7 separate regions of the Mus musculus genome follow, and regions 2, 3, 4, 5, 6 and 7 are each linked to region 1. The links are chromatin contacts, called in public HiChIP or PLAC-seq and promoter capture Hi-C maps. All regions are on one chromosome and are shown on one strand. The core of a region is the stretch at or near the end of the contact, and the rest is flanking DNA. Distances in the headings are between cores, read along the strand shown. Region 1 holds the start of Niban2 (niban apoptosis regulator 2). Region 2 holds the start of 1110008P14Rik (RIKEN cDNA 1110008P14 gene). Region 3 holds the start of Ralgps1 (Ral GEF with PH domain and SH3 binding motif 1). Region 4 overlaps Ralgps1 (Ral GEF with PH domain and SH3 binding motif 1). Region 5 holds the start of Fam102a (family with sequence similarity 102, member A). Region 6 holds the start of Angptl2 (angiopoietin-like 2). Region 7 holds the start of St6galnac6 (ST6 (alpha-N-acetyl-neuraminyl-2,3-beta-galactosyl-1,3)-N-acetylgalactosaminide alpha-2,6-sialyltransferase 6).

Evidence for each region. Promoter capture Hi-C pulls out the DNA fragments that hold promoters and counts their contacts. HiChIP or PLAC-seq counts read pairs in DNA pulled down with a chosen protein or histone mark.
Region 2: a FOXA1 HiChIP or PLAC-seq map of pancreatic cancer cells shows a contact between it and region 1. The contact joins the promoter of 1110008P14Rik here to the promoter of Niban2 in region 1.
Region 3: a contact with region 1 is called in a FOXA1 HiChIP or PLAC-seq map of pancreatic cancer cells. The contact joins the promoter of Ralgps1 here to the promoter of Niban2 in region 1. A contact is called at or near these places in 3 of 39 promoter capture datasets (3T3-L1-derived adipocytes, hippocampal neurons and pre-B cells), 3 of 115 datasets of contacts at active chromatin or transcription factors (bone marrow-derived dendritic cells, pancreatic cancer cells and pro-B cells) and 1 of 9 other capture datasets (embryonic stem cells).
Region 4: an H3K4me3 HiChIP or PLAC-seq map of embryonic stem cells shows a contact between it and region 1, with 2.6 times the contacts expected there. The contact joins the enhancer-like site here to the promoter of Niban2 in region 1. A contact is called at or near these places in 2 of 484 Hi-C or Micro-C datasets (embryonic stem cells and pro-B cells), 3 of 115 datasets of contacts at active chromatin or transcription factors (embryonic stem cells, large pre-B cells and pro-B cells) and 1 of 9 other capture datasets (embryonic stem cells).
Region 5: a contact with region 1 is called in a promoter capture Hi-C map of pre-B cells, with 2.2 times the contacts expected there. The contact joins the promoter of Fam102a here to the promoter of Niban2 in region 1. A contact is called at or near these places in 1 of 39 promoter capture datasets (pre-B cells) and 2 of 115 datasets of contacts at active chromatin or transcription factors (microglia and pancreatic cancer cells).
Region 6: a contact with region 1 is called in a FOXA1 HiChIP or PLAC-seq map of pancreatic cancer cells. The contact joins the promoter of Angptl2 here to the promoter of Niban2 in region 1. A contact is called at or near these places in 1 of 15 datasets of contacts at CTCF or cohesin (the NIH/3T3 cell line), 2 of 484 Hi-C or Micro-C datasets (embryonic stem cells and myocytes) and 2 of 115 datasets of contacts at active chromatin or transcription factors (extraembryonic endoderm stem cells and pancreatic cancer cells).
Region 7: an H3K4me3 HiChIP or PLAC-seq map of embryonic stem cells shows a contact between it and region 1, with 24 read pairs. The contact joins the promoter of St6galnac6 here to the promoter of Niban2 in region 1. A contact is called at or near these places in 3 of 39 promoter capture datasets (the 3T3-L1 cell line, liver and neural stem cells), 8 of 115 datasets of contacts at active chromatin or transcription factors (the 230-238 cell line, bone marrow-derived dendritic cells, bone marrow-derived macrophages and 4 more) and 3 of 9 other capture datasets (adipose tissue, liver and pancreatic islet).

The regions. Positions count from the first base shown.
Region 1 is chr2:32,874,649-32,877,739 of GRCm38.p6, reverse strand. Niban2 (niban apoptosis regulator 2) reads right to left here and starts at 1,606. Exons shown (of 14, transcript NM_146119.2): 1 at 1,336-1,606. The coding sequence starts at 1,390. All of the region lies in intron 2 of Gm13523 (a long non-coding RNA gene), which reads left to right.
Region 2 is chr2:32,380,287-32,383,377 of GRCm38.p6, reverse strand. 1110008P14Rik (RIKEN cDNA 1110008P14 gene) reads left to right here and starts at 1,463. Exons shown (of 2, transcript NM_198001.2): 1 at 1,463-1,686. The coding sequence starts at 1,608.
Region 3 is chr2:33,369,956-33,373,046 of GRCm38.p6, reverse strand. It overlaps Ralgps1 (Ral GEF with PH domain and SH3 binding motif 1), which reads left to right and starts at 1,553. Exons shown (of 20, transcript NM_175211.5): 1 at 1,553-1,777.
Region 4 is chr2:33,352,228-33,355,318 of GRCm38.p6, reverse strand. All of the region lies in intron 1 of Ralgps1 (Ral GEF with PH domain and SH3 binding motif 1), which reads left to right. Among named protein-coding and RNA genes, the nearest start is that of Ralgps1, 18 kb to the left of the region's middle. Within about 2 kb of position 1,633, at least 83 of the 459 cell types and tissues checked have an H3K27ac peak or open chromatin away from gene starts, as enhancers often do.
Region 5 is chr2:32,533,841-32,536,931 of GRCm38.p6, reverse strand. Fam102a (family with sequence similarity 102, member A) reads right to left here and starts at 1,573. Exons shown (of 11, transcript NM_153560.4): 1 at 700-1,573. The coding sequence starts at 845.
Region 6 is chr2:33,214,357-33,217,447 of GRCm38.p6, reverse strand. It overlaps Angptl2 (angiopoietin-like 2), which reads right to left and starts at 1,487. Exons shown (of 5, transcript NM_011923.4): 1 at 995-1,487. The region is part of intron 8 of Ralgps1 (Ral GEF with PH domain and SH3 binding motif 1); the gene reads left to right.
Region 7 is chr2:32,605,526-32,608,616 of GRCm38.p6, reverse strand. It overlaps St6galnac6 (ST6 (alpha-N-acetyl-neuraminyl-2,3-beta-galactosyl-1,3)-N-acetylgalactosaminide alpha-2,6-sialyltransferase 6), which reads right to left and starts at 1,632. Exons shown (of 7, transcript NM_016973.3): 1 at 1,506-1,632; 2 at 521-575. The coding sequence starts at 546. Gm52551 (a long non-coding RNA gene) reads left to right here and starts at 716. Exons shown (of 2, transcript XR_003954025.1): 1 at 716-844.

The sequences.
Region 1 (3,091 bases), core at 357-2,856:
GCCACAGTGAAGCCCTGGAAGTGGGGACACCTGCCTTATTCTAGGGTCCCTGCTATCAAGGGGAAATATAGCCAAGCACCCAACAGGACATCAAGATAATGTAGGGACACCACACTCAATGAACAGGGAGACAAATGAAACCAAAGGAACTGTCTCCTCTTCCTGTGCTCTGATAAACCCAGCTGGTTGGCACGCCAGGTCTCAGGGCCTCCTGTACTAAGCAAAGCTCACTAAGCTCTCAGCAGCCATCCCAAGAAGTCAACACCCGCCCCTTAGGAAGGCAACACCGAAGCTCTTGGACATTGTGACTGGCTCAAGCAGGGCAGTGGTGCCCCAGGCCTTTAATCCCAGCACTTGGAAGGCAGAGGCAAGTGGCTCTCTACGAATTCGAAGCCAGCCAGGTCTACAGCCACAACTACATGGTGAGACCCTGGCTGGGAAAACCAAAACAAAAGAGACTGGCTCAGGATCACACACTTGGGAGAGAAGCTGAAATTACATTCAGGACCGCCAGGCCTGACTTGCCTGTGGTCAGCCAAGCTTTGTTTTGGGATAGCCTGAGATTCTCACCCCATCTCCCACTCCCTACAATGAGCCCAGGATCCTGCACTCCACAGACTTGGGAGCAACTCCCTCTAGAGAAGTGTCCACCGCGCAGTGACAGGCTGAGAGCAAGGCTGGCAGAAGGAAGGTACTGAGAGGTACTGAGAGACTGAACTCTGGCTCTGAGAGAACCAGCTCTGGCCATAAACAGACCCCCTAGGCTGTAGTGCCAGCACTCTGCTGAGGTAAAGCCCAAAGACAGGGACCCGCCCCTTCAAGGGCACCCCATCTCTCCTTAGCCCCACTCTCCACATTCGGTCCCCGGCTCTCTAAGGGCCCATCCCCCTGTAAGCTTCAGCCACGTGTACCCGGACTGAGGCCAGGGCGAGGAGGAACAAGGCAGCTGAGGGGGGAGTCTGGAAGGTCTGACTCTGTGGGGCAGAGTCCAGAGTAGAGGTTAGGCTTGGAACGTTGTTGGGAAAGATGGGGGGCGCGACCCCTCCGCCACGCCTGTAAGTGCATGGTTCTGGCCAGGCTGGGCTCCAAGGGGAGCAGTGGGATCCAGTAGAGAAATGGGATCCCAGGCTCCTCAAAGGGTGAAAGGAGCATACAGAAGGGCCTGGAAGGGCCGTCCAGACCGAGAGAGAACAAGTTCGGAGGAAGAGTAAGGGTCTGGCCGGCTCTCGTCCCGACCTGGGCCTTGACTCTCGAGTACCGCTCCCCATGAGATCGGAGGCGTGGCCCGGGGTGCCCGGGGAGCCCCAGGCCGGCCGGGCGCTGAGCGGTGCTCACCTGCGATGTGCTGGCGCCGTGCGTCATCCAGGTGTGTGGACAGTACGTCTCCCATGGCGAGGAGAAGACGCGGCCGGATCCGCCCGCCGCTACTCAGACTGACGCCGCTGGCGCCATGGAGTCCGCAGGCCCCGCTGCCGCCGTCGCCCCGCAGCCCCGCTGCCGCCTCGGCTGCTCTCTCTGCGCTCCCACCGAGATCCCCACCGCGTCCCTCCCTCCGGCCGCTGCTGCCTCTCTAGCCCGCGCCCAAGCCCCGGCGCCCGCCCCGCCCCGCCCCGCCAGGCCAGGCCAGGCCACGCCCCTGTCGGAGCCACGCCCTCCTCTCCAGTCCAAGGCGGGAGGGGACCTCCAGACAGCGAGGAGACTTAGACAAAGAGAAGATCCCCAGAAAGGAGACCCGGGACGGACCTGCTTGGTGTGCTTCAAATTCAGATAGCAGCGAAGAAAAGGCTGATGGGGGTATCGCAGAAAACGGAGAGCCCTTGGGGCTGTAGCCTAAGCGTCTCCTCTCCCCTCCTCAAGCCGAGGACAATGTAGGGACTACAAGGGGACGCCGGGACGGACGTGTGGGAATTCAGCATTCCTCCTGCCCCCTTCCCCCAGTCTCGCCCACAGCTGCTTGCACTGGGGAAGTCCCCTAGCCTTGATCGGACCTGTCCTAGAAGGTGTGCCAACCCGTCTTGCACAATAGATAGGGGTAGACGGGGAGGGAAAATGGACAAGTATGGGGTGGAAGACTGAGGGACAAGGGAGGGGAAGAGATGGGGCGGGGGGTGCGGGGGGACATGGTTAGAGCTCAAAGATATCATCAAGAGGTCATTCCTCAGGCCCGGCTCGTGGGCGTTTCATTCGAAGGAGGCTTGCTGAACAGAGCAAAGCAGGAAGGCTATTTTTGCACTTTGTTAGACTGTCTGAAATGAAAAGCCGGGACCTCGGACTCTGGGTACTTGTACAGTAGGGCTGGGCATGGGTAGGTAACTAACAGAAGGTGTTTCGGTTTCTGGACCTCCCAAGCCGGTAGAGGAGACTAATTTGATGACTTGGTCTGCACTGCCTGTGTGACCAGGGCTGGCTGTGTTGCTGCTCCCTCACACCTCTTGGCTCACCACTATAATGCGCTCCACCAGTTATTAGCTGCTCTCCCTGTAACCCTGACACCTGGCAGCAGGATTGTAACAGTTACCTATAACTAGGCACCTGTCTTGTAGGCCTGTCACCACCACACCAGGTGATGCAGACTCTCTGTCATGCTTTCCATCAGCAGTCAGCCACTGTGGTGAACACTCATTTGCTAAGCCTCCTGCAAGATGCTGTGCTTAAGTGTAGGGGTGCATGCAGTAGGGAGGACAGATCTGAGGCTGTGGGGCTGGCGAGACGGCTTAGCTTAGCGGTAAGAGCTCTTACTACTCTTGCAAGAGCACTCCGGTCCTTTCCTGGCACCCACATCAGGCAGTTCACAAATGCCTATAACTACATTTCCCGGGTATCTGACTACTACTTCTGCCTCTACAAGCTACTATACTCACCTGGGGTGAATAAATTCATGCAGGAAAACACATGTACATATAAACAAATAAATGATAAGATGTTGAGGTCAGCCTAAACAAGCTGCAAAGCAAGTTTGAGGCCAGTCTAAGACACATAGGAAGACCCTCTTTCAAAAGTTCAATGGCTAAACTGGACAACTAGTGGTGCTCTCGTCTTTAACCCAGCACTCAGGAGGCAGAGGTAGGTGGAGCTCTTGAGTTCGAGGCCA
Region 2 (3,091 bases), core at 214-2,713, 490 kb after region 1:
GAAAGAGTTAGATCACTTGGAACTGAAGCAACACACAGTTATGAGCCACCATATGGGTGCTGGGAATTGAACCCAGATCCTTTAGAACAGCGCTCCTAACTGCCGAGCCAACTTTCCAGTTTTGCTTATTTATTTATTGTTTTTTTCCCTGTCTGTCTGCATATAAGTATACGCACATATGTTAAGTGCCTGAGGAGGCCAGAGACAAATGGATTTTCCCGGAACCGGTACTACAGGTGAGGATGAACTGCTGATGTGGATGCTGGAAATTGAACTGGGTCTCAGCGCACTGTGTGCTCTTAATTGCTGAGCTATCTTTCTAGCCTAGATCCAGTTTCTTCTGTTGGACCAAGGAAGTCAGCTTCCCATAGCCTCTTGCTGCTGTTGAGCTCTTCAAACTCTCCTGGCACAGACAGGGCTTTCTTCCCTCTTCCTGGCTAATGCAGACATGAGCTTCCCACTGGCACTGTAACAAGTTGCAGCATATACCAGTTGCAGAAGCTCACGTGTACTCTCTTCCAGTTCCAGATGCCCACGCTTGCAGTAGTTTCATGGTGTCCACAGGGCTGTGCTCCTTCTGGGATTTGAGGAAGAATCCTCTTTTCCTCACCCAGCTTTACTAAAGCCTGTATGCTGAGACCAGGCTGCACTCTGGAATAGTCACTGTGCCATGATGCCATGGTGGTCTCTGAGAGTTCCTGAGACACCACCCTGACACAGAGCTGGATCCCGGATTGCTCCTCTGGGTTCAATCCACAATTGGATGTTGACTCTGTACAGGTTTCTTTTCCCCTCCCAGTGGGCATGGAGTCAGGGGATGTGACCACTGGAGGTCTGTATCATGAAGCCTTCCATGATGGAGCGCCACCTTCCACGGCCCCCAGGAGCACCTACAGCAAAGTACACTAAGCCTTCCTTTTCTGTACTGGGAACCTGACACACACTTCCCATTCCTTTTCCAGCCCATGTCATATTTATTGGCGTGAATCAAACCGATTGGCTTCACATCTACTGTCCTGGGCTGGAATCTGGTCTCACCCGAAAAGTGTAGCCGTTGAGAGTCCTAAGAGAAGAGATGAGGCCAAGATTGGCTAAGATAGGACAGGGGTTGTGGATCATCTCGGCTGCATCAAGGGGAGATGGGAAGAAGGCTGATTCCTGGTGACTGGGGAGGAGAGGTGCTGATTCCGAACGCGTAGAGGGGCGGAAGCAGCAGGATGGAGCCTCAAACACATCCCAAGCACTAGCGGGCCAGGGTCTCCACTGCCCGACCTTGCTCCGCTGACAGCGGGTCACTGCGGCCGGGAGAGGGGCGGGGCTCGGAAGCGAGAGGAGGAGGAGCCCGAGAGGGGACGGGGCGGAGCCATGTTTGTGAGCGCGATAGAGCGCCCAAGCAAGGAGGGGGCGGAGCTTAAGGGCGTGGTTGCGCGGGGGCCTACGGGCTGGGCTTTGGGCGGGGCTCAGGGCGGGCCCCGGTGCGCCGCTGCGTTCCACGCTTCCGGCCCGGTGCTCAACCAGCTGCTCGCACCTTCCGCCCAGCGCCGGCTTTCCGCGCGACGATCGCCAAGTTCCATCTTCGCGTGGCCTCTGCGGCGCCCGAGCCCGCAATGTCGGGCCCCAACGGGGACCTAGGCATGCCGGTGGATGCGGGCACGGAAGGAGAGAATGACAGCTTCGGGGAAGCAGGTGACCTGGGGTGGGTTGGTGTTGCTGAGGCGACCTTTGCATTGCCGGGAGTACTGTCCGAGGGTCTGGAATCGGGCGGGGATGTGGGGCGTGGGAGGGACTAAGGAGATGTCTCACTCTGCCTGAGTGGCTCTGGAGTTGTCCCCACAGCCACCTCGGAGGCGATGGCGAGCAATAGCGAACGGAGCGCTGCAGTGCTGGAGAACTATCGCTAACCAGCCCTGCTGTCGCATAGGGAAACTGAGGCAGCTTCAGAGACGCTTGTGGGTTTGGGATTTGCTTCAGACACTTTCCTCGCTGAAGAGGGGGCGGGTCCTGCATGGCTCTGCAGGAGGTGTTGGCCGGGTGGGCGCCCCACTATGCTGAGTCAGCACCCCAGCCACCTGGTTTTGCTGGTGTGACCTGCTTATTGAGTACTGTGTTTGGGTGCACAGCACTGCAGAAGGACCTCAGGGGACTCATCAGCCCACATACTGTTTTTGCACGTTTGGGAACCTCAGTTTTCCCATCAGCAATATTGGGCACATTGGTGTCTTCTGTATTGAGGTGTAGTGGGATTTAAGGGGAAATGGGATAGAAATGGTGAGACTCCAGAGTACAATTTCCTTCTGAAAGCGGGTTTTTGTTTTTGTTTTGTTTTGTCTGAGTGTAGTCAAGTCTGGTGTGGTGCCTTACCTAGAGGGCAGGCAGGACTTTACTGTGCAATAAGGATGGGGTATGCTTTTGCTTTGTTATAAAAACTTTATTAAGCTGTAGGTCACACTGTAGGTTGTACCATTTAAAATGTACAGTTCTGCAGTTTCATATATTCACAGCATAGCCATTGTCACAACAGACTCAGAATATTTTCAGCACCTGGGTTCTGCTCTTTAATAAAGGTTGCCATCCACCTGGAGGTAGGCGGTGGGACACTAGTGTTGGGGAACAGTGACTGCTGGCAGCCATGGTGAACATAAGGGAATTTAGTGAGGAGGTGGCGTAACTCTGAGTGACACTGAGATGGTGGGGAGGAGGCTGTCCCAGGACATTAGCTAGGAAGTACCCTGGACATAGGTGGAACCTGCAGACCTCTCCTGGCCCTTCTGCTAGCCTCCCACGGCATGCAAGGATGAATCACTAAGTCCACTAAGTACCTGCCGTGGCCAGACCCCGACTGAGCTCTCAGTGTGCTGGAACCCTCAGAGTCTCCTACCCCATTCTAAGGAGTGGCTGGGCTAGAGCAGATCTGGCACTCAGATCTGTGACCTCCAAGTCTGAGTTTTGGCTCTGTCACCAAATGCCATGAAGATGGACTTTAAGATCTAGCAGCCTTCAGAGGCTCTAGCCTCTGTGAAGGACACCCTTTCGGGGTCATGAGAACCATTGCCAAGAGGCAGCACATTTACACTCATGCCCCAGTCGCCTT
Region 3 (3,091 bases), core at 304-2,803, 500 kb before region 1:
CCAGAGGAGGATGTCAAGTGTCCTGCTTTATACTCTCCATCTTATCCCCATGAGATAGGGTCTCTCACTGAATCTGCTAGCCAGCAAGTCACAGCAAGTCTCCAGTTTCCATCCCCCAAATCCTAAGCATTAGGGTTACCTCTACAAGCACGTCCATTTTCTTTCTTTCTTTCTTTTTCTTTTTCTTTTTTTTTTTTTTTTTTTGGTTTTTCGAGACAGGGTTTCTCTGTGTAGCCCTGGCTATCCTGGAACTCACTTTGTAGACCAGGCTGGCCTCGAACTCAGAAATCCGCCTGCCTCTGTCTCCCAAGTGCTGGGATTAAAGGCGAGCGCCACCACCGCCTGGCTACGTCCATTTTCTTATGCGTGTCCTGAGCACTCCACTTTACGCTAGACCATCACTCCTAACTTTATAGCCATCTACCCAAGCTTCCTCAAGCTTGCGCTCAGCTCTCAGCCTCTCTGGATTCCAAATTTTCTAAAAGAATCCTCACACCATGCATCTCTTGTTTTATCTAAGGGAAACAGTTTAAGACTATCCTTCGGGCATCACTGTGTTCTTCATGCAAAATAGCAGACGTTTGCCTCAGAGATCCCCTATTCCCTCACCTCACTCTTAAAGTGGTTTAATTTCTGCTGATTCTCTTGTTTTCCTCTCCCTCTTCTTTTAAATAGTGCAGTATCTAAATCTTTCCATAAGCGACGCCATAGCAGCAAAAATTACGTTATCAAAATGATCTTGTCTACAAGTCCAAAGAGCATCCTACCCTCCTTTCTCTTGTAGGCGTAACAGAATTTTGCTGTGGTTCTGACTTTAGGGATTCACAGCCACCCACTGGCTTCCACGGTCTTTGTAACTTAGTATCTCTGCCTTTAAGCCAGATGATTTAAGCTCTACTCACTGCGTTTGCCTGGCCCAGCCATAAAAGGGTCTGGGTGCAGGGAGACAGCTTCCAGGCCCATTCTCCCTGCTTTGAACGCTATGGTCTTGGGCAAGACCCTCTTCAGGCCTAACTTTTACCTGTTGTGAAAACCATGGGTCAGTCTCAAGGACCTCGAAGTGTGTTATTGGATTGACTGTGATTGTCAATTTGACAGATTTAGAATCACATAAAGAAACCTAGGGATAGGTTTGTGAAGAATGGGACTAAGGTGATGATGTCTTGCTCACAAAGCCTTTTTTTTTTTTTTTTTTTTTTTTTTTTTTTTTGATGTTGTTGTTGAAAACGATAAACTCTAGGTAGGAATTTAAGAAGGACACTGGGTGAGGCCTGGAAGGATGTTTGTAGACTGAGTCTATTTCTAGGCAGGGGGTGGGCGTGGCGGGCGGCTGAGCCCGACGAGAACAGCAGAGCATCCTTGCAAGCCTGAGCGTCTGCAAGACCGAAGCGCAGGCCGCGGCTGGTGGGGTGGGGGGTGGGGGGGTGGGGGGAACGGGGACCGCTGCTGCAGCGGCTGCGCACTGGTGCAACCAGCCGGTTCATTTGCGTGTCTCCGCCCCTACGGCAAGCTGGTTGGAGAACCCTGGTATGGTGCCGCGCGCCGATTGGCTGAGCCGGCCGCCGCTCAGGCCCAGGAGTGGACGGTTCCTACTGCGGCTGGGCACCGGCTGGGCTCCCGCGTCGGCCTCGCGTTTCAAGCTTGCGCCTGGCTCAACCTCAATCCGGCCCCGGTCTCGGAACGAAGGCGCCGCTGCCGCTGGGCCTCTCGCAAGACCATGAAGAAGCGGTGGCAGCCACTGCGGCCCTCGTCAAGGTGACCAGCCCGGACTACAGCGGTGAGAGGAGCGGCTGGCGGGGCGGGGCCCTGGGCGCGAGCCGCTGCAGGTGCGGGGGGCGGAGGGGGGGGGAGAATGGGGGCGGGCGGGGCGGGATCCCCGGCCGGAGGGGGTGGGGCGGGGCCTCGGCTCGAGGGTGGGACCTCGGCTTGGGGTTGGAGGGGGGGGCGGGACCATGGCCAGCTCGGGTCCCAGGGACGCGAATGACAGCGTGTGGTTGTCGGGGAGATGGCGGAGCGGGGGGGGGGGGTGGTGGTGGTGGTGGTGGTGTTGGGGGGGAAAGGGCGCAGGTGCAGGAGGCGGGTCCCGCGGCCTGATGGATTGGGGGCGGAGCCTGGGCGCGAGGCGTGGGGTCTGGAGGGAGCTCAGGTCTCTGGGACCAGAAAGGGAACCTGTGTGTAGGTTAGCGGCGGGGAAAGGGCTCAGGTGCGAGGGGCGGGGCATGGGGTGGCAATGGGAGGGGCTGCAAGGAGAGTCTAGGGAAAAGCACAGGTGCAGTGGGCGGGGCTGGGGAAACCCTGTAGGGGCGGGGGCGGGGGGAGGCAGGGGGCGGGGCTGAGGATCATTGGCAGGTCCGGAAGCAGGGCTGCAGGTGAGGACTAGCCTGAGGGTGAGTGGGACCCTTTTTGGAGAAGGAAGAAGCTGCCCTCTCCGCCGCCGTCTTGGGGCTTTGGGTTTTCTGCAGGCTCTGGAGGCATCCATGGTTGTCTCTTGGAGGGGCAGGCCAGGGCAGCCTGTGTCTTTGCTGAGTCGTACAAGGATCGCAGCTGCCCTGGTTAATAGGCCGACTGCTTTCCTGAGCCAAACCGAGCCCTAAGTGGGCACACTGCCTTTGTTGTTGTTGTTGTTGTTTTTGTTTTACTCCCCTGTTGCTGTTGAAGGAGCTTGGCTGGATTTCGGGGTGGTTAGGTTTCATTGGTTGATCAGCTGTTGGAAAATGTGTGCTCTTCAAGAGTAGTCGTTGATGCTATGCTCGGAAGGGTTCTGGATCTCATGGTAGCAGATGCTCATGCAGATCTTCACAGTGCTGGTCTCAAAAAGATAGAAAAGGCAGCGTGGTGGGGGCGAAGAGGCGGAATGAGAACTTGGCTCTTTGGAGCTGGGACAGACACCTGGGAGTTATTTTTGCCTTTTTGTGTGTTTTGTTGTTGTCAAAGTGACCATCCCTGGTGCCTAATTGTGACCTTCCAGGGCCAGAGGGGAATTCCTTGTCAAGAGGTGAGTTAAGGTCTCTTTCTTGCCGGGCAGTGGTGGCGCACACCTTTAATCCCAGTACTTGGGAGGCAGAAGCAGGCAATTTCTGATTTCGAGGCT
Region 4 (3,091 bases), core at 384-2,883, 480 kb before region 1:
TTCAGAAATGAGTAAAATACAATTATTTTTAACATTCTCATATCTTTATCTCTATAATCTTTTATTTGTAATCATCTTATAATGTATGTAAATGTAAAGTGTAATTTAGAGTGTACATTTACAAATAAATTTATGTATGTTGAAAGTGCTCTTAAACAACAATATGAACTAACCAGTACCCCCAGAGCTCCCTCAGACTAAACAACCAACCAAAGAAACACATGGTGGGACTCATGGTTCTAGCTGCATCTGTAGCAGAGGATGGCCTAGTCAGTCTTCAATGGGAGGAGAGGCCCTTGGTTCTGAGAAGGTTCTGTGCCCCATTATAGGCGAATGCCAGGGCCAGGAAGTGGGATTGGGTGGGTTGGTAAACAGGGGGAGGGAGGAGGGGATAGGAGGTTTTTGGAGGGGAAACTAGGAAAGGGGACAACATTTGAAATGTAAATAAAGAAAATATCTCATAAAAAAAAGTGCTTTTAAAAAATATAAACTGGGGGCTGGAGAGATGGCTCAGTGGTTAGGAGCACTGACTGCTTTTCTGAAGGACCTGAGTTCAAATCCCAGCAACCACATGGAGGCTCACAACCATCTGCAATGAGATCTGACACCCTCTTCTGGTGTGTCTGAAGACAGCTACAGTGACTTAAATATAATAATAAGTCATAAATCTTTGAAAAAATATAAACTGGTCATAGCAGATGATGAAGAAGTTAGGTGCACCAAGGCTAGAGTCATAACAGAAGGGTCGTTCTGCCTGTTTGGAGGCCTGCTGTGTGGAGTAGCCAGTGTGTAAGTAGGGTTAAGGAGGGGTCTGTGGTGTTCATCAGGGTGGGCGTCCTTAGTATGCTAGTGTGCATGACCATGGGACAGCAGAGTAGTGGGAAGCTAGGGAGAAGTTGGCAGTTGGACTTCTGATTTCCACGGAGCAGTCAGTGAACCGAGGACACAGACTTCATAGAGGCCAAGGGGCTAAGGGAATGCCAAGGCTAGAGAAAGTGGTTTAGATGAGGGGCTGTGAGCCCTGTCAGCTGACTTGAGGTAAAGGGCCTCATGTTTCTAGCCTTAGTCAGGAGGAGATTCTGAGGACCTGTCAGTGCCACCTCAGTGGTCGGGTGGCGTTTGCTGGGAGGGAGGAGTAGGGAGGGCCATGGTAGCTGGTAGAGAAGTAGGCTGGTGCCCAGAGTCTGTGTTGCCTGCTCTTGTAGATGGGAGAGAGGGGGGTGCTGTCAGGGGAGCAAAGCGTGGGTGTGGAGAGGCTGGCCCAGGGTTGCTAGCCTGAGAGCTTGGGATGGACCCCAGGCCCTAGGTCATCATGCCTTTCAGCCATAGGTCCTACTCTGAGGTGGGAAGTTGGGAGGTAGGGCTGCTTGAAAAAGAGCTGAGGGGGACAAGTGAGCTACTCTCCTGCAGTGAGCCTTATGGGAGCCTCGGTTTTGCTTTCTTCCTAGCTTTGCCTCCTAGCCCTAATTTGATGGACCCTTGGTGACATTCTGCCTTCGCTTTATTTGGACTGAAGTACTATGAGCCAAATATTTTCTCTTTGTAAATCTGTCACCTCTGGTGTTGTCTTATGGTGACAGAGTGTGATTGGCACAGGCTCCTCTGTCCCAGATCAAGCTGTGGTTGGGTTTCCTCTGGTTCTCCTTTTGAGAGTTTCCTTCCCCATTTGTCTGTTCCCTCCTGGTCCACACTTGTGGCCACTCTGACAGCTGTTGCTCTTTTGTTCCTGTTGCTATCTACTCAGACACTGGTCTTCACGCTCCGTCGGATGTGTGTACTCACCACAGAGAGTTCTCATGTCCAGGTCAGCTCCTTTCTTTACCCTGAGCTGCCTCAGCCATAAACCCGTGGCCAGAGCTCAGATCACCATGTAAGTTTTGGGTGGCTCTGAAGTGCTGGGGGTGAGGGAGCCAAGGATGTGCAGGCATGACTGTTGCCTTCTAGGCACTGTAGGTGTGCTGGCCATTCCCTCCCACTCCTTCCACCCTAGTTTATGGACGCTCTTTCCTTTAATACTCACGATGCTTGTTGAGCCTCTTCTCATGATCCTGGCTACACTCTGCATCCTGCCATGCTTTGCATCTGTATCTTTTAGTCTGCTCTGCCTTACCTTCTTGGCTAGACGCTCGAATCTCCTTGAAGGCAGCTGTGTCTTACCCAGTGTCTCTCACACAGTAGCTGCTTATAACTTACTGCACTGAAACCAACGTGGGCTCTGCTCTGGCTCCCAGCTTCCACCTCTCTGTGCCCATCCCCGAGTTTAAGGAAAGAGTATGGGAAGAGGCAGAGTGTTTCCTGAAGTGTCAAGATTCTGTTTGGTTAGGAACAGCCACTAAAATATTAAAGGCCGTGTCAGGACAGCATTTCCAGGTTCTTGTATTAGCTTCATCTCCTGTCAGCCCTGATCCTGAGGAGTGGAAGGGCAATTGATGTAGCATGTAGGTGTGTTCCCTAAAACATAGCCACCTGTGTGGGGTTGGTTCCCAAGGAGGATGCTGGAAAGCTCTTTTGGTTTACCATGTGGGGCATAAAGGGACGTGGACTCAGCTGTGGATTTCTTAGAAAGCGTATAGCAAGCAAGCAGTGGAGTGGGTTAGCCCAGGTCAGCCTGGCTCTGCATATGGGCTCCTCTCTGCTGTCTGCTGTCTGTCTCACTAGCACTGTTTCTTGAGAGGTGTAGTAGCCACCCACTTGCCTGCAAGCTGGAAGAAGTTTCCCAGCCTTGCCAACCCCAGGGCATTTTGGGCTGATCTATGTCCCTAGTGAGGTCACAGGTTACCAGCTTATCCCACATGGGTAGCCTGTTGTGAACAGGGGAGAAGATACCCTGCACACAGCTATGAGCAAAGCCTTGGCAGAGAGGGTTGCCGCTTTCCCTCATCCATTCTTGGTGTGGTGCCTTATTTGAAAGGCCACTTCTTCCTTTGGCAACCCTCCTGTAAATGTCCCTACTGTGTGTCCATCTCCAGGCTGACACTGCATCTAGACTTCCTACAGCACCCATTAAATAGGTGATGGACCATGTGTCATCTTCATTACTGGATTGGGTCACAGCGTGGCCGCATTCTTGGCCACCCTTCCAAGATATCCA
Region 5 (3,091 bases), core at 324-2,823, 340 kb after region 1:
TACGGACCTCTGCAGGCAGGTCAGGACTGTGTGACCGCCATGAGCTCAACCTGCAAAAGGTGGACTGGGACCTCATTCAGCAATAAACTGGGAAGCTGGACCTACTAGGACGATGACGGACACAAAATCAAACCCGATGGCTTTTTTCACAGGGGAAGGCAGTCTCCTGGCAAGGACATTTGCATTGCAAAGCAGTCCAGCTTTAGCCAGTGGAGGGCAGTCACTCAAGAGGGGGCTGGGCAACCCAAAATCCAGCCACCTCCCGCAATCAAATCCAGGGAGTGCCTGGAACTGGGCTTTCCCAGCCAAGGGGAGAGAGCCAGAGAGCCCTGGCTGGCCCAATCTCTCAATCGTATGACAGCCACAGGAGCCAGCTTGGTGGCAAGGTGGCCTGAGACACCCTTACTTAATCCCTTAAAGTGAAAATCTCAGTCAGCTCTCTCCATACAAATCTGTAAAACGGGTGACTTGAAGAGTGCACGCAGGGCCCTAAAAGGTTTCTGGCTGGTCACCTGCAGACAAATGCCAGGCGCTCTGCCAGCTCACTCAGACCTAAGTCCTGCTTAGAGCAAATCTTTCCCCAGGCGGGCCCCTTGCCCATCCGTCCCTAGCTGAGTCTTCCACATTTGCCAAGTGGCTAGATCTCACTCATCAGCACTCCCCACCCTCCCCTGCAAACGCGAAAACCTCAATGCCTACCTGGACGACAAGCTGACAAAATCCCCGCCATCCAGCAGCCGGACCTTGCAAAAGAGGACCCCGTTCACGAAGGGGACCGCAGTCAGCTCCTCCAAGGTGAAAGTGGTTTGAAATTTAAATTTCTTCTTCTTCATCAAAAAAGCCATGAGCAAGTTCCCTGAGTCTGAAGCCCGCAGGGCCAAAAAGAAAAAGAAAAGAAAAAAGAAAAAAAGAAGGGGATACTAGAAAACCCCAGGATTCCTTTCCCGACACCACACCCCCCTCCTCAAAAACACCAGAGCTGGATCCAGTCCAGATGGCGGCGGAGGCTGCGGGCAGGAGAGGATCTGAGTTCGGAGCCCCAGGTCCAGTGAGCCGGCTGCTCTCACCCTCGGGGAACCCGGGCTCCACTGACATGTAAACAGCGAGGTGCGGCCCCGGCAGCGGGGGCTGGCGTGGAGGGCGGCTCGCAAGCGAGCAGCAGCATCCCGATCCGCGGGGCCCGGCGGACCGGTGAGACTGACGGAGACGGCCGGGCGAACCGCTGGAGACCCGGGCGGCGGCCCCGCCTCCGCCCCGCTGGCTGCCGTGGGAGGTGCCCAGGCGACGCACACGCCTCCGCACCTGGCGCACCGCGGCCTGCGCAGGTGAGGCCCCGGGAAGCGGAAGCCACCTCGGCGACCGACCCGGCTCTGCAGGGACCGCTTCGGGAGGCTCTGCCGGGCCGGGAACGTGTGCCGGTCCGCCTCCCGCTCAGTCCTGGGACCTACGCCGCTCCTGCCCTGCCCGAGTCTCAGGCGCCTTCCGACCCGGCCGGATGGCTTCTGCCTCGGTTAGCACCGCTGGAGCACAGCGGCGCCGTCGCCCGCACCTCCGGACGCAGCCGGCTGAGCCCGACGCAGCTCGGCGCTGCTCGGAGAATGCCGAAGCCCCGGCGCGACCGCCCGCGGAGCCGCGGCCGAGAGCAGCAGGGGCGGGGCGCGCGAGGCTCACAGCCAACCTGCGATTGGACAGGCCGACTGTACGAACACGAATTTCTATTGGCTGGCGGTGGCGTGGGGCGGGGCTCGCGGAGGCAGGGCCAGTTGAGGGCGCTCGGATTGGAGCGCTCGCGGGGCTGGACCCGCCTCCTTGAGAAGCGCGGTGGGGGGGGGTGCGGAGAGGCGGTGGGAGGTCGCGGGGTGTGGGGGCCGGCACTGGAAAGAACGGGAGGAGAGCGCGAGCCCAAGAAAAGGAGAAACAATGACTAGGGGAAACAATCTGGAAACTAGGGCTAGAACGGCCTGCCCGGATCCCGCCAAGACCTGAGCTCAGTGAGCAATGAAGCAGGCTGAGGAGGTAGCACCCCTGTTCTCAGGAAAACAATCGCAGAGGTGTCTCAAGACCTATGCAGGTCTTGCTCGCCTCTAAAAATGACAAGCATCTGTCCTGGCTTTGCCGCTCTTGAAGATCCATTGGAGCCCGGCAACCTTGTGACTCGGCCTGCCTGGTTCCAGGCTGTTATCTAAGGCTTTTGTTTAAAGTTTCCCGATAGTTATGGCAAAGGACACCTTGGGGACCTCGTACTCTCCAAACTATCGGCATTTTATGATTCTTTTTATCCAGGCCGCCAGTGTTTAGGAACTCTGTCCTGAGTCAGGCAGGCACCCAGTGGAAAGACTGGATCTGAGAGTCTGCTGAAGAACTCAAGTAGGGAGGTCAGAGGAGGCGTGTGCTTTCGGATTGGAACGGAAGTTCAAAGGATTCTGACACAAAGCCGGCCAAGCATCGGGGTACAGGCAGTGGCAGTCACTAGAGGCCTGCTGGCCCGGCAGCATGGTACTCAAAAAGTTTGTGGAGTATCCCTGGATGAATTCTAATTTGAGAGAACAGCAGATCAGGCTAGAATCTGGCCCAGTCTTGTAGACCAGAGCAAAGAAGGAGGCATCTCCTGGTTTTTTGAGCTAGATAGTGACTTGATTGTTCTGGCATCAGATAACTTGGAGGAAAGAAAATGGGGAAATGGGTGAGTGAAAGGCCGTTTTTGATCCGGGCAGGAGATAAGTTAAGGTCTGCTGGACTTCCCTGTGGAAAATTAAAGAGAGTTGGGCTGATTGGCATTTGAGATGTAAATTCTCTGCCGGACATCATGTTTGATACCATGCATGATATCATGTTTGGACATGTGCATGAAGACTTCCTGAGCTTACATTTCAGAAGCATGGGTGGCAATCTCTGCTCCTCATAATTGTCCCATAATGTGGAAAACGCAGTCAGATTGGAGATGAAACGAACCAATCCATCCAGACCTCCCTGATGTAGCTAGGCATCTCCTTTTGAAGGTGAGGAAGTAGAGGCCTGAAGGCTTTGTCTTTTAAAAAATAAATTACGTTTGTTGATATGATTGGGCACATGGCACACAGTGCAGTGAAGG
Region 6 (3,091 bases), core at 238-2,737, 340 kb before region 1:
TAATCGCTGCCATACTAGGCCTGTACTTGGAAGAACCCATGTGGAGAGCACTGAGCTAGCTTTGGAACTTGTGTTCTCAGTCTTCCTCAAAGGGATCTTTTTCTGAGTAACAACACTGGCCTCTGGGAACTCTCCTAATCCCACAGCAGAGGCAATAGCTGACCCGTGACACGGATGTCACAGGGAGAGGGGAGGGATCAGCAGAGAATTTCTGTTTGGAAATGTTATCTCATGCTGAAGCGCTTGCTTTCAAGGGACTGACTCTGTATGTGGCGCCTGCTGTGTCCCCTCACTAGGCTGTTCAGAAAGCAGGTCCTCCACAGTCTCTCAGCCACATCCTGCTGGCTGGAGACCTGGGATCCATCTACTGTATCCTTGGGCGCAGAGGGAAAGTCAGGGCAGCACTTTGCCCCAGTCCTACCGACAGAAACTTGTGGGTGACATGTTCTGTCCCGCACAGGACGCCTCTGCTCCTGGCACGCTGGCAGCTCGTGCTGCCTGGCCCAGGGCACTTTCTGAACTGAGGCCCCCACTGCCTCAGGTCCGCATTACATCTGCTTCTGCTGTAGCATAACTCTAGCTGGCTGGGTGTGCAGGAGTCCGGAGCTTGAACACAACTTGCCCAGTCCTACACTGCCCTGCGACTCTCAGCCTGCTGCCCTTTCAAATCCGCACCTACACACATGCACATACCCGGCTACCAGCCTGTGTCCGACAGCCAAACCGGCTCACCCCAGAGGCTCTTTGTCTGAAAGAGGTGAGTGGAGCTCACCGATGAAGTCCTCAACATCCCAGCCCAGTGTGCTTGTGCCTCTACACCACCCTGCCCAAGTATTCACAGTCCTCTGCCTGGTCAGATGCTTGATTCAGCTCTGAGCAAAAGCAAGGTTTGACCCCTGTGGGGTCCAGCTGCACACGGAAGCTGGAGGAGTCAGGGTTGCCCGTCTCAAGCCCCTCTTCCCCTGGCTGCTGCAGTTGAGAGCTGACCCCTTACCTCTTCTCTCCTGCTTGGCCCTGGAGCAGCGCTTCACATGCCTCACGGTGCCATCAGCAGCACAGCCTGGCCGTGGCCTCCAGGAGAGGTCCCGAGTCTCAGGCTGGACTGGCCGCCGAGCAGCCCTGCCTCACTGGCCTCAGCTGGCAGCAGTCTATGCTCTCTGAAGCTCCTAGGGATGAGGCTGGCTCTGGTGTCACCGGGGCTGCTCCCAACCTGCTCTCCCTCACAGTGTGGTCCGCAGCTGCCTTAGTGCATGCTTCTTGCAGGTCCTGGGTCCAACAACACCACTCAGGGCTTGGGGTCCATCCCCAGGCCGACAGCAGCAGCCTCAGTTGAACTCCCAGGTCCTTTGTGGAGCCTTTACGTGCCGCCAGAGGAAACTGTGAGCACAGCCTGACCCTGGTTGGCTGCAGGCACTTCTCTCCGCCCACCAGTGCAAGAGGATCCCCCAGGCCCCAGAAAAGCTCTGGGCCTCCCCTCAGCTCCAGACAGGGGCGGGCCGCCTGGTGATGTCACACTAGCTCCAGCCCCAGCTGGCCCAGCCCCTCCTGCCTGCTTTGGCGGCCTGGGCGGGGCCCCCTCCTTCTTTGGCACAGGAAGGCTGGCCAGCTCTGCTCCTGGCTCACCAGCCTGCTCCACTCCCTGAAGGCTGACGTTGCTGGGGTGCCCTGTGTAGGCAAAGCGCTTCCACTGGACTCGGGTAACGGACTTGAGCAGCTGCGGCTGTGCAAGCAGCTGCTTGGGAGGCCAGGGAGCCCTGCTCACTCTTTCTGTGGATTGCCTTACTAAGTGTTCAGCATCTTCTTTCCAAACCACTTCATCCCTGCAGAAGGCACTGCTAATGTGGCAGTGGGGTAGGACAGTGAAAGTACCATGACTGGGTTGGGAAACTAGAGGAAGACTGTTTGCCACTCCCTGAGCTTCCTTCTCTACAGCATAAGTGAGCCACATTCCAGCAACACTGCCAGGTTCACCAAGGTCACCTGGGAAGGTCCGGTTACAGGATCAAGGACGGTGTGCCAGGTGGGCAGGTGGGCTGGACTTAAATCCAAAGCCCCTGCTATGTGACCCTGCCAGCCTTAGTTCTCAGCTGTGACTTGGGTGAACACGTGGTAGAGTCCCTGGGAGCTGTCAGTTGTGAATGGTCAAGAGAGTGGAGTGAGCGCTAAGACTGGTGGCTCCGAGTAGAGAAGGACAGGGCCTTGGTGCCTAGGCCACATCCTTCAGATGCATCAGGTCTGTTGAGCTGGCAGTAGAAGGCCACTGGCATCCTGCAGGGGTGTAGAGAGGGGGAGACCCCAAGTCCCATGCACAGGCTCACCCACTGCTTGATATTAGTGATGTCTCTTCTTTGAAAAGTGTTAGTGGTGGTGGTAACATTTAGGTACGAACTAAGAGGAAACTTTAGTGGCCCTCTCTTACAGCAAGTCAACATGGGATATTTTCCTGATCTCTAAGGAGACAGACCCACTGTGGCTCCCTCTCCTGAGACTGCCACCTTTTATTCAGGAAACAAATTATTTTTTCTGCTTCTCCTCAGCCTACTTAGCCCCTTCCCTCTTCTGTCAATTTCTTCTGTTCCTAGAAGAAACTACAGACCTTAAGGGACACCATTAGCCAGAGAGCTGATCTGGGCTGGGCAGGAAGTCTTTTTCTACCAGGGAGTGATGAGCACCGCTCTGCTTTCTGCCTAGGACCTGGTCCGGGTCCTGTGGCTGAACACCACTTATTTGGAAGTGAGTCACCATATTCCGCAGCGTGGTCATACAGCACATTGAGAGGCTGTCCCCTTTCACTTATCTTCCTCGCATTTCTAGGATGTGTTTATGAAGATGCTACTATTAGCCAAAGCCCCCGTCCTCTGACAGCAAACAGTTGGGCTGGGAGAAAACTGCTGCGTGCTGAGGGTGAATCTTACAGGGAGATGCAGCAGCCAGGGCCAGCTGCCGGATGAAATCTCTAAGCCCAATTCCATAGGATGGCTCAGACCCACTAGGCAATCAAGTGGGGGGTGGGGGATAGTCAGGGCTAGGTGGAATAGGTGAAAGTGCTATAGTTGCTTCTTCAAAGATAGTCCCAACATGCCCCAGATTA
Region 7 (3,091 bases), core at 383-2,882, 270 kb after region 1:
GCCAGGCCTGGCTCCTCCCATTGCCAAGCACGACCCCACCCCGTGGCAGCTCCCACTACCATCCCCAGGCTTCATGGTTCCCCTGTGCCATCCCAGTATCTTCAGTCAGAGACCCCAGACTTCTGTCTGTCCCCAGCGGGCAGTTCAGGAAACAGGCTTAATGGAAGGGAGGCGTGGCTTGTCCGTGGACTCAAACCGTTAGGTCAGAAGACAGGAGGCCAGAATCCTAGAGTCGCCCCCATTAACCCTGACACCTCCAGCATTCAAAGCTCCCCTGGGTCTGGCCACAGCTCCCAGACAGACCACCGTCTTACTACCCTGTCTTGCGCATGCCCCGTGCTCCAGACACTTGGAGCACTCCAGGTCCCAGGCCCACGCCCCACTTTCCCACCTTTGCCTGAGCAGTGCCCTCAGCCAGGACTACGGTTCCCCCGGTCAGGCCCGTCACGGTCCTGCTCTGAGAACGCCATGGTCAGAACAGCGTATCAGGTGCCAGTGCGAATGTCGGGTCCACACTTACTGGCTGGGGGGCCTCGAGCAAGCCATGTGACCTCTCTGAGCCTCAGTTTCCTCATCTGTGAAATGGGAATAAGAACTGGTAACTCCTGGGGCGACTGGAAAGATGCATGCATTTGTGAAAAGGAGAGCCGAAGGCTTGAAAGTACTATATCAGAAATCCTAAGCCTTCGGGTTACTCCGTTCAATGCCCGCCCCTGCACAAGCCTGTCCCAGAAACAATCCTCCCCCTCTTGACCCCAAGCCGGGGACTTCCCTTATATTACGAAACATGCTCCGGAGCTACGCAAAGCATCGCCTGCCTACACACTTTTCAAGGCAACGCCTGGTAGGTGCTCTTGCTCCCCATTTCACAGATGAGGAGACTGAGGGATCAGAGAGGCAACGCGCCTCGCAGGGAGCAGGAGCAAGCGGGGGAGGGGGGAATCTTGTAGTGTTTGTTTACAGGGCGGAGCCTGAAAGGGTCTCCCGGGAGGGTCCCCTTGTAGCCTGTGCGTGCGCCAGACATCTAGTTCGGCTCGGAGTGGCCAGGCCTGGTGGGGAGCTGCTGACTCCGCTGGGGAGGTGGCAGCCCAGAAGCCTAGACTCAGCTCCAAGGCTGGACCTGCGGAGGCTGAGCTCTGGGCTGAGGGTGAGGGCCGCACCCTGAGCTCGCTCTGGGGCTTCTCCAGGTGACGGGAGCAGGGTACCCCCGAGTGCCTCGTGAGAGGCTCAGCCCCGCTCCCCATCTTCTGCCGCTGCACCCTAGGGTCAAGCATCCTATCCTGACCCCGGCTCTGCAGGGGAGGGGTGCGGGGCCGCGGCAGGGTCGCCCCATCTCCAACACGAGAGGCCCAAAGAATCCCGCTAGATCTCGGGGTGCAGTTAGCAAGCAGAGTGGGTCTCGGGGAGCCCTGGGGCTCCCCCCTTATCAGCGGCTCCCCACTGCCGAGGCGCAAGCACAAGCCCCCTCCCGCTCTGCTGCCCGCCCCCGCGCAGCACCGGCTCACCTCCGCCGGGGAGCGCCCGGCCCCCCGCGGCCCCCGCACCCCGTCACATGGCGCCGGGAGCCGAGAACCGGGGTCCGCGCCGCTCTGGCCGCCCAGGCCCCGCCGCAGCTCCAGCCCGCCGGGTCCTAGCGCCGGCGCTCGCAGTCCCGTTAGGGCCGAGCGAGAGGGCGGAGCCTCAGGCTGCGGATGGCCCCGCCCCAGGGAGGTGCCAGAGAGGAGAGACGCTCTCCCACAGCACCCTCGTGCCCCGCGCCCCATCCCAAATCTCATCCATTTCTCTCTCTCCAAATGGACACCAGGACCTCGGATGGGGAATCCGAAACGCGGAGATCACTGGGTTCGAACTCTGGTTATTAATTACCTGGACTCCCCCTCGTAGAGACCCAGTAACCATCCCCTAGGCAGCTTGGTACTTCATCTCCTTATCTCCGGAAAATGGAGAGAGCAACGTTTGAAAACGTAGCTTTTGATGGGCCTGGTAGCTTAGAGGCCTGCACCCTACTTAGGAGATAGAAGAGGGCGGAAGACTGTTGCAAGTTCAAGGCCAGCCTGATAGACATAGTGAGTACCGGGCCGGCCAGGGGTACATGGAGAGATCTTGGCTCAACTCTCTTCATCCTACCCTCAAATATTCGTTGCACTATTTTATGTGACTAAAAGGAAGCAATCTGGACCCAACCAACTGGATGGCTCAGCAGTTACAAATACTGGCAACTCTTCTAGAGGACCTGGGGTCCACTCCCAGCACAGTCCTAGGAGGATCTGTCGCCCTCTTCTGGCATCCATGGGTACTGCACATATATGTGGTACACAGACATGTGGAAGCAAAACATCCATACACATAAAATAAAATGAAAAATTAAAGAAAAATGCAACCTGAGGGCTAGGGAGATAGTCAATATGTCAGACTCGATGCCGTGTTCTGCTTCTGTCTTTCGAAACAGGGTTTCTTGGTGTAGCCCTGGCTGTCCTGAAACTTGCTCTCTAGACCAAGCTGGCATTGAACTCACAGAGATCCCTCTGCCTCCCCAAGTGGTGGGATTAAAGCCGTGTGCTACCCCCGCCCAGCGACGTCACGTGTTTGTAATCCCCATTCTGGGGGTGGGAAGAACAGGAGACCCCTCCAGCTAGCTTACCCTTTCTGGGCCTCCCAGGTCAAGGAAAGAACATTGGAGGCTGACCTTTGGCCTCCAGACATCCAGGGATGTGCATGTATGGACACAGGGATGTGCATATGTAGCCTGTTAGAAAGCTGGTTACATAAACAAAGACTGCCTACCCATAGTGTTCTAAGAGGCTGGGAACGAGGGTTAACGTGCATGCCTGAGAGGGTGATGGGGAGATTTAGGAAGAGAAAGCATGTTTAAAGAGTTCTGTTTTGTAATTACTTAGGAAAACATCATAGTAAAACTTTCCATTCCCCACCCTAGGTACCTATTAGGTCCTGCAGATGTACACAGTGAAGGTCACAGCTGGACAGTTTGAAACACAAGAGTAGAAATAGTCCAGATATCTACTAACAGGAGAATGGAAAGTTTGTTTGTTTGGTTTGATTTGGTTTTCTTTCTTTCTTTCTTTCTTTCTTT